Regions from separate parts of the Gossypium hirsutum genome. Here region 1 is linked to region 2. Evidence: chromatin contacts called from public Hi-C data. All regions are on one chromosome and are shown on one strand. The core of a region is the stretch at or near the end of the contact, and the rest is flanking DNA. Distances in the headings are between cores, read along the strand shown.

The links. A called contact is a pair of places that touch in the nucleus more often than the background predicts.
Region 1: a Hi-C map of hypocotyl shows a contact between it and region 2, with 2.8 times the contacts expected there. The contact joins the promoter of LOC107950468 here to the promoter of LOC107950451 in region 2. A contact is called at or near these places in 3 of 34 Hi-C or Micro-C datasets (hypocotyl and leaf).

What each region holds. Positions count from the first base shown.
Region 1 is chrA08:7,745,282-7,749,175 of Gossypium_hirsutum_v2.1, reverse strand. It overlaps LOC107950468 (probable serine/threonine-protein kinase DDB_G0276461), which reads left to right and starts at 1,976. Exons shown (of 8, transcript XM_016885318.2): 1 at 1,976-2,137; 2 at 2,534-3,063; 3 at 3,378-3,543; 4 at 3,634-3,684; 5 at 3,765-3,894. The coding sequence starts at 2,600.
Region 2 is chrA08:7,595,531-7,599,193 of Gossypium_hirsutum_v2.1, reverse strand. It overlaps LOC107950451 (pre-mRNA splicing factor SR-like 1), which reads left to right and starts at 1,682. Exons shown (of 5, transcript XM_016885301.2): 1 at 1,682-1,914; 2 at 2,348-2,649. The coding sequence starts at 2,362.

The DNA.
Region 1 (3,894 bases), core at 727-3,226, 150 kb before region 2:
CATAATAATTTTAAATATTTATCACATTCTCAAAAATTATATCATATATTTGGTTAAACCTGTGAGTTTTGTACTAGAGATCGAAATAAAATTATAAAATTTTAGATTCAAAGAAAATAATTTTGATTGAAATGATGTAAACTAAATTATTAAATTTAGGAAAAAATCAAAAAATAATTTCTCCATTTTAATTAAAAAGACCAAAGCCCTTACGGTACTAAAAAATCCCAATTCATTTTGGAATACTTTCTATTACCATTCATCCAAAAATGAAAGCCCTACAAAATAGACAGTATTGCCAAATGCCCAATATATTGTTGTAGGGTTCATATAGCTTAGTAGGCCTACATGCGGATGCAGGGCCATATGAGTGCGTATTATTCAGCCCCTAACTATTTACTCGCCTAATCATAGCCTGCTTTCCACTTTCACAACTTAAAGCCTATACATAGTACGGTTGGTCATAAGTCACGAGGCACAAGGTCATATATTCCAATCAATGTTCCTCTCATATTTTCTCCAAAACAAAAAACAAATAAAAGATTTACTATTTTTTTTTATTTTTATTTTTTTGTGTTAAGAAAAAAAAGAGAGTAAATTAACTAGTTAGTCATCTAACTTTTATAAGTTTTCATATTGAATCTTAAATAATAAAAAAATCATTTTAGACACTACCATTAAAAACTATTTTCATTTTGATCGTTTGTTATTTTTCTAAAAATAATGTTATTTTTTAAAAAAATTATATTTTTACAGAAAATTGAGTTATTTAACTATAAAGATGAAACTTAATTCTTTTTTTATAACTCAATCCCCTATAAAAACTAAAGTAATTAAATAGAAAAACCTAAATTTTTTCATTGTTACGAGAAAAGAAAACTAAAATTAATTTAAAAGAGAGAAAAAAAAGTTCATTAAAAACTAAAATAGTTTTTCCTTGTTAAAATCTAAAGTCTTTCCTATAAATACTCTTTATAAACCCTTAAGTTTTTTATTTTCGCTGGAATAAAAATTAAATGAAATTAAAAAGATAAAATGATTTTTTCTTATAAATAGTTAAATAATTCATTGAAAAATCTTAGGTTTTCTTTATACGAGAAAAAAAAGTTAAAATTAATTCTAAAAAGTAAAAAAGAAATTCACTTAAAAACATGAGTTTTTTCATATAAAAACTCTAAAATTTATATTAAAATTGAGTAATTAAAATAAATGTAGAATAAATGATAAAAATAAATAATAATACTGACTAAAACAACAATGATTTTTAACTCAACTGTTTTATTTTTCAATGCCTAAAATTAAAATCTATGAAAATTAAATCATCAACTATATAGAAATGAGAAACATATTAAAATTTAAAAGCCATTGGCTTCGCCTTGAAAAAAGGGAGCCTCAGCCAGCATAGCATATGTTGGGTTCAGGGCAAGGCATGTTACTTGGTTACATACATACACCCTACCCCTCCAATAACTAGCCGACAAACTACCTCAAATCTATATGTTCCAAGTCTGGTTCCGTATGTAACAAGTAACTTTTTGTAACAAAATTATTTGTATATAAATATATTAAATTATAGCACTGGAATTGTTTTTTTTATATTATAATTTAATAATTATTAAATAATAAAATTGCATATTTTTAGAAAGGATACATCTCATATCCATATAATGAATTTCCATTTATTATGTAAAATAAAATTTGATTTATTTCAATTGTAGATATTTAAGTACATGTGAATACATGAATATAAAATATAATATTGTATTAATGATTTGAAAAGGTTAATTTCTTGATTTATTTATTTAATTATTTTTGAAAATTTGGAAAATGATCCATTTTCAAATAAATGTGTGTAAAAATAAATAGGAGGATTATTCTTTTATTTTTTATTTTTTGGTTATGAAAATTATTAGGAGTTAGGAGTTAGGAGTAGTGTTTGATTGATGTATCTATTTATTAGGATAATTTTTAATATTGAGGAATAAGGCAACGCGCAAAGACAAAAAAGGTCTCAAAAATCAGATCTTTAAGCAAAAGCAAAAGCAAAAACCACATCTTCTCTTCTGGGTCATCTTTACTCAATTGTGGATCATCTGTTTCTATCAAGTCCTTCCTTCACTCTACTTGATCTAACCAGGTACATTCTCCATGATCTTCTTCTTCCTCTTTAGATTCATTTTTATTGATTTACCTACGTAGCTGCCCACCCACTCTTTTGCTACCCACCACTCGATCCACACACAAATTTGGAAGCAATAATAATAATAAAACCCATCAAGTAATGGAAGTGATTGAAGATATCTGGGTTTTGGGTCTGGATGAAAATTGAGATCTTGATTGCAATTTGCTTGTTTTGTGCTACCCCCAATATTGAAGTGTATTTAGATCTGCTGTTGTTATATGTGCATTCATTAATAATTGTTTTCTTAGGTTAGGCACTCTATTATAATTAATAACTATCATCATTTCGTCATCTTTGTATTTCATATTAGTAATTTCCCTTTTTTTTGTTTTTGGTATTGCTCTGTTTTAGATACCCTTAATTATAGTTGATCGGGGTTTCTCGCATTTCATCTTTTGTGGGTTCATTCTACCAACAATGTGGAGGTTCAAGCCATTTTTGCAAAAAGAGCCTGCAGGGCTCGAGGGCCGAACCCTTGACGTTGCCAATCTTAAACTTCATGTTCGGAATGTTATTGCCGAGGGTGGCTTCTCTTGTGTCTACTTAGCTAAGGATGCTCTACATGCTTCAAAGCAGTATGCTTTGAAGCACATCATATGCAATGATCAAGAGTCATTGGAGTTGGTTGTCAAGGAGATCAGTGTGTTGAAATCACTTAAAGGACACCCGAACGTCATCACACTTTATGCACATACGATCTTGGATATGGGAAGGACCAAGGAAGCCCTTCTTGTCATGGAATTTTGTGATAAATCTCTTGTTAATTTCTTAGAAACCAGAGGAACTGCCTATTTTGAGGAGAAACAGATTCTTACCATTTTCTTGCATATCTGCAATGCAGTCTTTGCAATGCATTGCCAGTCCCCGCCAATTGCTCACAGGTATTTGGTCCTAAAGCTCCTCAAGTTTTTAGGTTGAGCACATGAACTTCGAATTGAGCTTTTACCTTTCATTGAAGTTTAACTTAAAAAACTTTTTGTAGCTTTGGATTGCTTTGTACATCTTTTATGTGGTACTGCCACACGCCAGCCTTTTTTCCCCTTGACACGGGAATAAGAGAAATGAAAATATGATCAAATAAAAAAAGATGCCATGATCCCAATTTATAAGGCCTAAAGTCGAAATCTTTTCCACATTCGTTATAACTGCTCTCAGGTGCATGTTTCTTTACTTCTTGGCATTTTGATTTTTGCAGGGACTTGAAAGCTGAGAACATTCTGTTGGGTTCTGATGGATTATGGAAGTTGTGTGATTTTGGGAGCACGTCAACCAATCACAAGCGTTTTGAGAAGCCTGAAGAAATGGGTATAGAAGAAGACAATATCAGGAAGCACACCACACCTGCCTATAGAGCCCCTGAGGTTGAATGAACATCTATTATTTTTATTACATTTTAAAACTTGTGGTGGTTAAAATAGTTAATTTATATGTTCATTCTTTTGTTGGAATAGATGTGGGATCTGTTCCGGAGAGAACTTATAAATGAAAAGGTGGATATATGGGTAAGCATTTTCATGTGACATCTAGATGTATTAGATTAGATATGCCAAGTACAAACTGCAGCTGCTATGTCATGTTGCAGGCCCTTGGGTGTCTCCTCTTTCGAATTTGCTACTTCAAGAATGCATTCGACGGTGAATCAAAGTTACAAATCTTAAATGGGAACTACCGGATTCCAGATTTGCCAAAATATAGCTCTTCAATTACAAACC
Region 2 (3,663 bases), core at 433-2,932:
CTATTATTTCAAAAACAAAATTTCAAAACAAGGCAATGTTTCGCGTTTTGAAACATCGAAGAATTGTGCCCTAACTTACGGGGTTTCGACTCTCTCGTTGATTCTAAATAGCTAAGTATCCTTTTGGGTTTAAAATGCATGGAATCCCAATTTAAATGAAGATACACTTGCGCTCGGGAGTTCATGGTATTGCGTCCTAACTTACAGGATGTGATACTCCGATATCTTGAGACGAGGAAATCTTTAATAATCATTTTGAGCTAACTCAAGCATTTTTAAAATCGACGTCAATAAAAAAGGATCGTATTTAAAATCCATTCCCGATTTTCAACTTTCGACATTAAGACATTAACTAATTAATTCGGTACCAATTTTTGGGTGTGTCGAGGGTGCTAATCCTTCCTCGCACGTAACCGACTCCCGAACCTATTCTCTTGGATTTCGCAGACCAAAATGTCATTTTAGTAAACTAAAATTGTTTTATTAAAACAAATGTGATCCGATCATACCAAATCAAGATCGATGGTGACTCTCATTTTAAATTTCGTTTTCAAAATCAAGTCGATCCCTTTTTTTAAACAAATGGTTACGACATTTCTTACTTAATGTAATTCTGAGATAACATGAAGAAAGGATAGCTTGACATAGTAATTAAGGCAGTTCCGCTTCAGTGGAAGATTTTTTCGTTCCAAAGTGCACAAATAGACAACCTCCCGCTTTAGCGGTAAGTTTATTTCGCTTCGACAAGCGCATACAATCAACCTTCCGCTCCAGCCAAAGTTTGCTTGTTGGAGCAGCACGTGTAGGGTCTTTATGAATCGCCCAAAATCCAATTTTTTTTTAATAAAATCCAAGATTTTTTATAAACCTAACATATATAATTTTGAGGGTTCTTTTGTTTTTACATATAGCTTAGAAATATGTATAGACTTCAAAATTTTGACAAAAGTATCATGAAAGCCTTTATATTAAAAATTAGATTACATTTTGTTCTTTCTACTAGAAAAATAAGTAAATTAGTCTTTGTACATTAGGTAAAAAAGATAACTGGTCATTCTATTAAAAAAATCATCAATTCTACTGTTAAAAACTGGTTCATTTATGTTAGAATGAGGTACATGTGACATATCATATGTAACTGTTTGGTTATTCTATTAGCAACACTAGTTTTTAACAATAGAAATAGATGAAATTATTTATAGAAATCATTAGTTTGCTATTAATCTAATGTATATTGACTAATTTACACATTTTTTTGAGTAAAAAGAGTAAATACATATTGATTTTTAGTACAAGAGCCTTCATAATACTTTTAACCCTACATTTGTTTTTCATGTAATTATTTGATAAATTTATTACAAAGACTTTTTCACGAATGGGTTCAATATTATTTATTAATAAAATAATTTTAAATCTAAATTTAAATATAAATATTATTTATTAAGTCATTAACTGAGTTAATGTCACCTTAAATTGAGTTACCAAATCAATCAAAAAATTACAAAAATATCTTTTCGTAATTAAAATATTATTTAAGTGTATTTTAATATTTTTGTTTGAAAAAAATATATATAATAAAATTTAAATACACAAATTAAATTTACATTTTAATATATTTTATGCATATTTTTAATCTGCCAATAACATATATAATTAATCTCAAACTATATGTTTTTATTGTAGAATCATCTGTGTTTATTTTTTAATGTTTTAATATTGAATGCATCACATGGCCTCGGGTCTATTCTTGATATAGCCGTGGGTCATGGTTCGGTCGCCATAGGAAAAAGTTTGGTTAACTAAAGAGCTAAGCCTAAGCTCTCCTCTCTTCGACTTAGGGTTTATTGTTTATCCTCCTCCTGTCAATTGCTTTGATTCCTTCCCAAAATTTCATCACTCTCACGCTTTTTAGTGGTGCGTTTCTCAATTCCTCATCCTTTCCTTATGATTTCTCGGTTTTCCCCCTTATCTTATGTTGAATCTATCTACTTCTTCTCTTTATTCGTTTATTGCGATTCTGGCCGTGGATATTTTGTTAAATGAAAAATTTTCAAGGGATTCGCTTTGTCTTTTGTACTTATTAAGGTTTTGAGATTTGATTGACGATTAATATGCTTCTACGTACGATGTTTTAAAGAAAATACCTTATTTCCAATTAATTTGATTAGGGTTGGTTTTCGTATTTCGAATAATTTCAAGGTTTTTGTTTTTAGATATTAGAAATCAGGATGGGTTTTCTGGTTCTTCTGTGTCTGTTTCTTTTCTCTCGAAAATCAGATGATGTTACTTTGAGCGGAGTAAGGTTATGATTTATGACACTTTGTGTGGTGTATTCTTGTGTTGACAGTGCGGGGTATTGTCATGGAGATACAGACATGTGGTAAACCGATTGATTCGCTGTTAGAGAAGGTGCTTTGTATGAATATATTATCCTCTGATTATTTCAAAGAGCTTTACCGACTAAAGACTTACCATGAAGTCATTGATGAAATTTACAATCAAGTTGATCATGTCGAACCGTGGATGACTGGGAATTGTCGTGGTCCTTCTACTGCATTCTGCCTTCTTTACAAGTTTTTTACCATGAAACTTACTGTCAAGCAAATGCATGGGCTACTGAAGCACCCTGATTCTCCTTACATTAGAGCAGTAAGTGGAAATTTTCCTGTTTATCTTCTCTTTTTTTTTTTTCCCAACCATGTAGAAGTTGTTTGTTGGAAGAGAGGATGGATAGTCGTTTCACCATTGTTTTTGCATTTATTGATGTCTATTGATCTTTGATGTGTAATGCAGCTGAGCTTTCCCACTTTTGTACAGTTGTTATCAACTTATAGTTCATTAGTATTGTTGTGAACCTGAAGTTGTCATTACAACCTGATTATGGTTTAAACATGACTTAGTTACTCTATCATTGTTGTTTGTATTTTTGGACATTTTAAAAGTTATAAGTGCTTGCTTAGTCAAGTGGACTGCCTCACCAAGTTTGCCTTATTTTTCTTCTTTTTTTTGTAAAAACAAATATGTGAGCATTATAATATAATTGTTTTACATAGCAGATTGCTACAAACAAAGGTTGACATGTGATTTTTTCTTTGAGTTGCGAGGGTTTGCCAACCCCCATATAATAGTAACTTGCTATGCTTATGAGATGCCTGCAATATCCAAGGTTTGATGAGTCTCCTTTTTTTTTCTTGGGTTACTTAGATTTCTCGGTCCTGCATTTTCAGAATGATTGGTCAACATTGTTTGTTGAATCACTTATCGTTATTCATCTAGTTTAAGTATTTTTAATCTACCATATCTATGGACTTGTAGTTACATGAATAGGAATCAGATCCTATTTCCTTATCGCTACACTGAAGATTGGGCATTATGTAGGTTTGCAAATTCTCTCTTATGCTTTCTAACTAAGGCTGATTTTCATTTATTATTTGCCTTTGATTATGTACTTTTCACCTTTCACTCTATATTTTTGGTTTATCAGATTTTCCCAGTCAAGGCTCTCTGAAATAATGCACCAGTTGCTCATTGTTTTTGTTCATGCAGTGTCTCATATTCTAGTCGTACCAAAATAATTACTCATTTTGCACACAGACTACTCCCACAGTTTAAAAGTTGCCTAACTACACTAATTTAGATCATTGCTATCTGGTTCCTTGAAAT